2 separate regions of the Danio rerio genome follow, and region 2 is linked to region 1. A link is a contact called in public HiCAR-type data. All regions are on one chromosome and are shown on one strand. Each heading gives the region's core, a stretch centred on a gene start, on an enhancer-like site or on the middle of the called end of the contact. The rest is flanking DNA. Distances are from core to core; before and after follow the strand shown. Region 1 overlaps arhgap23a (Rho GTPase activating protein 23a). Region 2 overlaps arhgap23a (Rho GTPase activating protein 23a).

Region 1 (4,073 bases), core at 1,090-3,589:
TGAAAGAGGACACATGTAGTTTGGCCCAATTATTCATCACTCTCCGTGTCTTACAACAAAATCAGTGACCAAAGAGGGAATATCACTGAAAATAGTCTCCTTGCGAAAAAAAATCTGCTCCTCTTTTCTGTCTCTCTCCCTCTCCGCTTCACACTGCAGCCCTGCCCCTTAAAGGACCCGCACATTTTACAACACATATGAACATAACAGTTGTTTGTAATCTAATATGATTATTTGTTATGTATTGTATATATATATATTGTATTCAGTTTGATCGGAATATTGATATTGATTATAATGAGCGCGCGTGAGAGCCGTCACCGCACACACACACACACACACACACACACACACACACACACACACACACACACACACACACACACACACGCACACACACACACACACACACACACACGCCATCTTTATATTATGCTCAGTGTTTGTCATAAACTCATCTGAGCTCAATGATCAGGTGTTGAATCAAAATTTGACTCTGAGGGCAAATCTGTGTCCGCAGTTGAGTGAAACTCACAGCGGTTTATCATAAACTTTTCATCGATCATTTGTCCCGCAATTGACAGCAAGAACGAACAGAGAAGCGTTGTCAGGTCGACAAACAGCAGCTACATGTGTTCAAAAGTATCTAAAACGCCAAATAGGATGAATCTATGCCACATTTTAAAGTAATACTCTCTGTATTGAGCTTTTCGCTTGTACGGTGACTCTGAACTGTCAAAACACCTCTAAAAAGGCTTTTTCAGACATGACATATTTGTTCATATGTACTTAACTGTAACAGGTTTTATTCAAGAACATTTGAGCTGGATTTAGTCCTTATTTAAAATATATTTAATTTGCTTGTTGATTAAATCCCATTTTGTTAATTAACCTATTATTTTTATGCAACAGTCAAGTTGCATGAAAATTTGCAATGAAGAAAAGGAAATGATTTATTTTTTGCATGCTGATTTATGTGTAATTGTGAATATAGGGCTATATAATCACCTTGCTATGTTTAAATTTTTTTTGCTTTTTTGCTTAGAGTATAGATTATTCCATTCATAAGAGCAGTTCAATCTTTTTAAGTTTGCTGTATAAAAATATAACATTTTGAAATATTTATAATTATCGGCAATTTATAATTATTGGCCCTTAAGTCTGAAGCGTTATCCGTTATCGGCCAAAAAATCTATAACGGTGCATCCCTATCTGCTTTCGCTGGACTCGAACCCCACCGCCACGGTCAACCCCTAACTGTGTCTCAAGTCATATGTTGGGGGTGTCATACCGCACCGCAGCATTCATTTTAAAAAACCAAATGCAGCCATACGTACTTCTGGCTACATAATTACAACATGGGCTCATTCTAAAAACGTAGCTCTATATACGTTTCTGGAGATTGAGAATTATGTAGCCAGAGCTACATATGGCTGCATTTAATTTTTTTAAATGAAGGCTACGGGGCAGTATGACCCCGTTCCTTTTTGCCCTTACCAGCTGACTGCTTATCTCCACACTATAGAGGGCTTTCCCGTTGTTACCAGTTTGTCTCATTAGCTTGCCATTTTCATCTGCAGACTTGAGACGCAGTGGAGTTGACCACGACGACGGGGTTCGAGTCTGGTGAGGAATGGTTTCAGAAAGCAGGTAAGACAAAAACAGAATCCAAAAAAAAAATAACAGGGTAAGAATATGGTAATCTGAAAACGTGGTAAAACTCAGACTAGGGCTTTTCTTTTTCTGGATTGCTTTTAAAATTGTTGATTGTGTTTAGGAAAGTGGGTGGGTGGGTCAATCGATACAATTAGTTGGGTTTAGGGAAGGAGGAGGGTGGGTCAGTCGATCGGTCAGTCAGTCAAACAGTCAGTCATCAATGGCCTTTGGTGGGTTTACATGAGAACAGCAGGCGTGAATGGTATCGGATCAGGTTTCGGTACCGGTAGATACTCAAAATCAAATGACTCAGACTCAAGGGCAAAAAAAATGATCGGGACATCCCTACTTTTAAAACACCAAAACCAATATTCACACACAAGCACACATAAAATATAGTGAGCCTCGTTCTGTCATGCTGGGAGTGTTTAGTTGAAAACAAACCATATACCACAACTGAGGATTTTATACCTGTATGTAAACACATCACTCTGCATTACTTTATCTCTCTAATCAAAACTTATTCGGTTCTTGCGGTTGTCAACAGCAGAAATACTCTGGGTTTGGCTGATTTAAGTCAGCTGACATGATAAGCAAACAGGAAGCATGACCGAGTGCGTCATGCCGTATCAGCGGCATCATAGGTCGCATTCCTGTGAATCTGTGACAGCTTTGAAGAAGAACCGCTCCAGCATTGACTTTAGCAGGCAAGTCTGAACAAGAGTTCATGTATGTATGCACGAGTCCACTGTGTTGAGTGTAATCAAAGCAAAAAATCATTAAGCACGCAAAGACATGTACACACAAACAAGCACTGCAAACAAACACGTGTAAACCTAAGAATAAAAAGCATTCCAACAACAGTTACTTGGAATTTCTGTTGAACTGCAGGGTTTTGTGAGCTACGTTCCCGTGTATACCTGGTATTGATTTGTTTTTGACAATCGGATTACAAGCGAAAACACTAAATACTGTAGGTGTAAAAATGGGTCTGGAGCTTGTCCACTGAATGTATTCAAACTTAATGCTTCAACAAAATTGCCAATCAATCACAACTTTGTTAGCTTATATCTATATCTATATAGCTTATATCTATATACAGCTACACTGTAGCTTTGTATGAGTACAGCTGAACCACTGAAGTCACATGGACTGTTTTGACAATGTTTTTGGTTGCTTTTCTGGACTTTGAACATATCTTAATTTGTTTTCTGCAGATGAACAAAGCTCTCAGGGAATAAGTATGACATGAAGGTGTGAGTAACTAATTACAAAATGTTTAATTTTTTATGAACTAATCCTTTAAGTACAATATTTATTATGAAAGAGAACAAAATTAGAATCAATGACTATAAAAACTGACATTGTAAAAGTAAAAACTGTCCCTGCATGGCAATCAATTCCCAGCTGCAAATACAGATGTTTCATAGCTGTACTGTACACACACACATTCTTTTTTTTTTTACCTGTACACAGGCCAGCCAGGTGAGCGGGGCCTTTTTCCCTCACATTCTTCACAAAAATTGTGTCCATGGGCTCCAGACGACTTCGTTGAAGCCCTACAAGATACACACAAACACACAACCCTGTTGAAAACCATAGACCAACAAAACCTGTATAATGACAGAATGAAAAAATTGAGGCTATATAGAAAATATTGGAACCAAAATCAAATTTACTGATCAGATTAGGTGCCAATTAAAATGTATGACGTATAATGAGTATCTGAAATCATGCGACTCTTTGTAAAGGTAATCAGATGTTTTTCAGTTGAAGCTTAAAAGGATCTAAAATCAGGCTAAACAACATGATGATTGATATCAAATAAAAATATAATCATTTTATTTGAGCTTTCTCTAAATATAAATTAATACATTAGTTATTTGTTCAATTATATTTGTGCTTTTAAAATGTCAATGATGTGATTTTAAATCTGTCATTAGCTGTAAATTAAAGCTTGAATTACATTTAATTTTATTCTGTAATCACTACTGATGATATTTTTACAGGTTTAATAATATATATATACTGTATATCTATCCAGACAACACAAAACCAAAAGTGTTCAGAGCTAATAAATGTGTCAGATATGGGATTTTTAAAGATATCTAAAAAAAATCAAAACAGTACAGAGAATTACATAATGGAAACAATAATGTCAAATCAACAATACAATAATTCACAAAACAAATTAAATACACAAAAATGACTATGCAGCATAATTCTCAGTAGTCAGAATGCTTAACATCATTGTACAGCAGCACATTCACTGATGTTTAGACTGGCACTGAGGAATGTGTTTTGCTCATAGTGATGCCAGTATCTCATGATGGCACGATAAAGATGAGGACAGGCAGTATCAGCTTACAAACAGGTTGAGGTAGCAAAGCATGTGCTGATCTAGGAACTGTGGGGCT
Region 2 (3,519 bases), core at 410-2,909, 59 kb after region 1:
TCAGTTTAAGCAAAAATGATAATGAAAGTGTGTACCAAATGCTGATATTTTCTTACAGTAGTTATATACACTTGGGAAAATAGTAAATTTATATTTTTAACTATATATAAAGTTTATATATATATATATTAATAAAACTTACGCAATCTGCACTCTGAATTAAAAGTACAAAGACTGCCACCTGGTGGTTTAAAGAAAAAAAATTGATATGAACTGTTTAAATACCAACGCATACATGTACACTATTCAACTTTTTTTTAAAAGGATAATAATTTATGCAGTCATGCACGTGTTGTGACCACTAATATGCCGGTGATTTGATGCTTCGCAAAAGTTGCAGACACCTTTACCAATATCAAATAGCTTTTTTGATGCAAAAATAATTTAATCAAATTAAATCTGATTAATCTGATTAAAACTAGTCCTTATGCCAATTAAAAAACTTGAGTAGGCTACTACTATGATAAAGAAACTCTTCTCTAAATGTAGAACTAAATACATTGCATTGAAATACATGATGAATACTCGACACATGAAAGTGTAAAGCCTGCAGCTCACAACAAATGTGGAAAGTTATTGCGTGTCATATTTCATAATTGAAGAAACAAATTATCCAGAGATCAGTTATCAGGATTAAAAGATCCAGGATCTGTCAAATCATCTTAAATTTTTCAAGTGAGATACAAAGAACAGACGCCAGATGTACACTGGGCCATATATTTATTTGTTTTTTTAAAGACACATGCACTAATATGCCATCTCATAATAATGTATGAGAATGTAAATATTTTCACAGTAAAATAATTAGTAGGAATAATCTAAAATAGCAAAAAACAAAGCTGAAATATCCCATTTTGGTGTTTGCATTTTAAGTTAAAGTATGTGCGAAAACATATGAAGCATATTGTATATTACAATTGTTTCAAATCACTTTTGTGAAAACAAAACATCAATATATGGATACAATTATGTTGGCTTATTCGGCGCAATGGACTTATTTGTATAAATTAAAGCGAAACAATGTACTTTACTTTTATTACACTGTAAAAAAAAACAATTGATTTGTTTTGGGACAATATGAAGGAATTAAGTTAACTTATTAGTTTTTACAAATTCAAGTCAAGTGAACATAAAATAATTAAGTTGTCTCAAAAAACTTGTGTTGTTTCAGCCCATTTTAAATAAGTAGCTTGAACAAACAACAAACTAAATTCTTTGAGAGCAGACTTACTCAAATAAAACTCAAGTGAATAAATGAATAAATAATGCGCTCATCAATCTCAAGAGCTGCTAGTATGGGTGGACAGGGTCACTGGGTCACTGTCATGGTTATTCCTATCAAACACAGTTCACTGGAGTGACTGCAGGCGACCGAGACAGTCAAATGGCTAACATGAGCTCGACTAATGGTTCGTCAGGTTCACTTTAGGTTATACAGACCGACACAGAGGGAGAAGGAAAGAGAGAGAGAAATCAATAAGCAGCCATTATGGGAGTGCTGTGGTCCTCTGAGAGCAGCGGCGCAGGCCAACGCCCATCTGAAAATCAGCATTCAACATCCAAAGCCTACAGCCGTCATTCTTCAAATACAGTCCCAACAATACTATAGTGAATAGCCGCATACTGTGCTCACACATGTCTCGCACTGCGCCTCTGCATTTCAATCCCATGAGTCAGCAATATCTGAAGGGTGGAGCGGAGTTATTGAAGCAGAAGTGTATTTCAGAGCTGTATTTGTCACAGGAAGCCACATTTGTGCTTCTGATGAGTAAAAATGCTTGATTATATTTCATCATTGCTCTTATTCTCCCTCTTCTGTTACTGTAAATTGCTACCAGAGGGCGTGTGTATATGTGTGTGTGTGTCATCTCGTCCCGCCCTGACTATTGAGCTTCTCAGAAAGGAAGCTTTTCTAAATTTGAAGCGTCATGGATCATGATTCGTCAATTCCTGATTCACCGCATAATTTCCTGGACTCAGAAGCATTAAACTGGCATGAGATGAGGGAGGATGTAAAACGCTCCCTGCTGTATCAGTCTGGCCAATCGAAATGCTGCATCGCTCTTAATGAACATACCTCATCTCCGTCGTCTAAAAGGAGATCTATTAGGCTACCTTTCCATCCATGCATACAATCCTTCCTCTTTCCGTGTCTCTTTGTATCCATCCATAATGAGGTCAGTAAAAAGAAAAACATCTGACTGTCTGTACAAAAGGTCACATGATTGTTGTAATTTACTTATAAGATTAGCGATAAATTCACTTGCAGAATGTGAATTATTTCTTATTTAAACTTCGTTAGTAACTCCTAATTCTTTTGCCTAATTTCGAAGTGCAACCGTTTATTTGTAAATTTAAAGAAGGGACAAATTTACATATGTTGATACACACACACCCATATGAAGAGTTCAGGTGTAAAGCCTCTAAGAGACCTTTGAAATTTTCTTCTAAAATGAGAATTCTCTGCAGGCTCGTGTGTGTGAGCTCAGTAATTTAACTTCTATGGCAAAGAATAAGTTATTTTCACTCCCTTTAAAGCAGAGATGCCCAAAGTAGGGCCTGCAGGCCAAAGATAGCTCATGGTAACCTTTGATTTGTCCCACCATCCCATCTGAAAAGAGAGGGACAATGATGGAGATGTGGTTGTGGTGAAAGACAGAGATCCTTATTTTGATTTTAACGTAACTCTTGCTTTCTTTGTTTTATTGCTGAGCTACAAAAGTCAACTGAAATCAGACTTTTAAAAAGTAAACAATGTCACATGGCAAAAAGCAATGAACAAGACATCGGTGAACAAATCGAGGCAAAGGCAGGCGCAGGTCAACTAGAGTTTTCAGCAATAAACTCCATTGGGGTATAAATGAGATTGTTTATGTTTTTACTGTAATAATCAGTTCATTATAAAAGTTCAATATAAGTTTTATAAATTATAAACAACACTGCATTAGCTAATATAAATTAAAGCAACATTTTCAAGTTATTTTTAAATATTAGTGTATAAATAAAGAAATGGCTAATTGAATGTTATACAATGTGACAACAATCTTATGGCAACTCGAAACTTTTTCATTAAGTGGCTAATTCGTATAAATTTGTACGATCTAATTCATAACATTTGGTACAGTTTGCTCATTCTCCAATGACAGTTGGGTTTAGGGCTGGGATTTGGTGCCACGCCTCCTTTTTAAAAACGCACAATTTCAAATGACTGAACTCATACGAATTACCCACTAAACTGACAAAACGTAAAATACTTGCGTTTTCTCCTGAAATCAGGCAGAATGTGATATATTCGATTTGGTACATATTCAGCCCACATCCCTCAATCAAGTTAGGTCTTTGGCCCATTATAAGTAAAAGTTTGGGCACCCCTGCTTTAAAGTGAAATAACCAAGCATAAATGTGCTCATTTTGAATTATGCTCATTTCAGATGGCACTTCACATTAGGCATGGCACAATAACCGGTTTGAAAAAGTGATGGTTTTAAAACCACAAAAAAACGGTTCCCAAGTATATGT

Evidence for each region. HiCAR-type assays count read pairs that join an accessible place to other places.
Region 2: a contact with region 1 is called in a HiCAR-type map of caudal fin, with 2.6 times the contacts expected there. The contact joins two enhancer-like sites. A contact is called at or near these places in 1 of 18 Hi-C or Micro-C datasets (caudal fin) and 1 of 4 datasets of contacts at active chromatin or transcription factors (caudal fin).

Annotation. Positions count from the first base shown.
Region 1 is chr3:38,304,957-38,309,029 of GRCz12tu, forward strand. It overlaps arhgap23a (Rho GTPase activating protein 23a), which reads right to left. Exons shown (of 23, transcript XM_073944906.1): 4 at 3,123-3,215. Among named protein-coding and RNA genes, the nearest start is that of plcd3a, 57 kb to the left of the region's middle. Within about 2 kb of position 2,340, at least 6 of the 62 cell types and tissues checked have an H3K27ac peak or open chromatin away from gene starts, as enhancers often do. A contact at or near this core is called in caudal fin, where this site is marked.
Region 2 is chr3:38,364,217-38,367,735 of GRCz12tu, forward strand. All of the region lies in intron 1 of arhgap23a (Rho GTPase activating protein 23a), which reads right to left. Among named protein-coding and RNA genes, the nearest start is that of arhgap23a, 34 kb to the right of the region's middle. Within about 2 kb of position 1,660, at least 18 of the 62 cell types and tissues checked have an H3K27ac peak or open chromatin away from gene starts, as enhancers often do. A contact at or near this core is called in caudal fin, where this site is marked.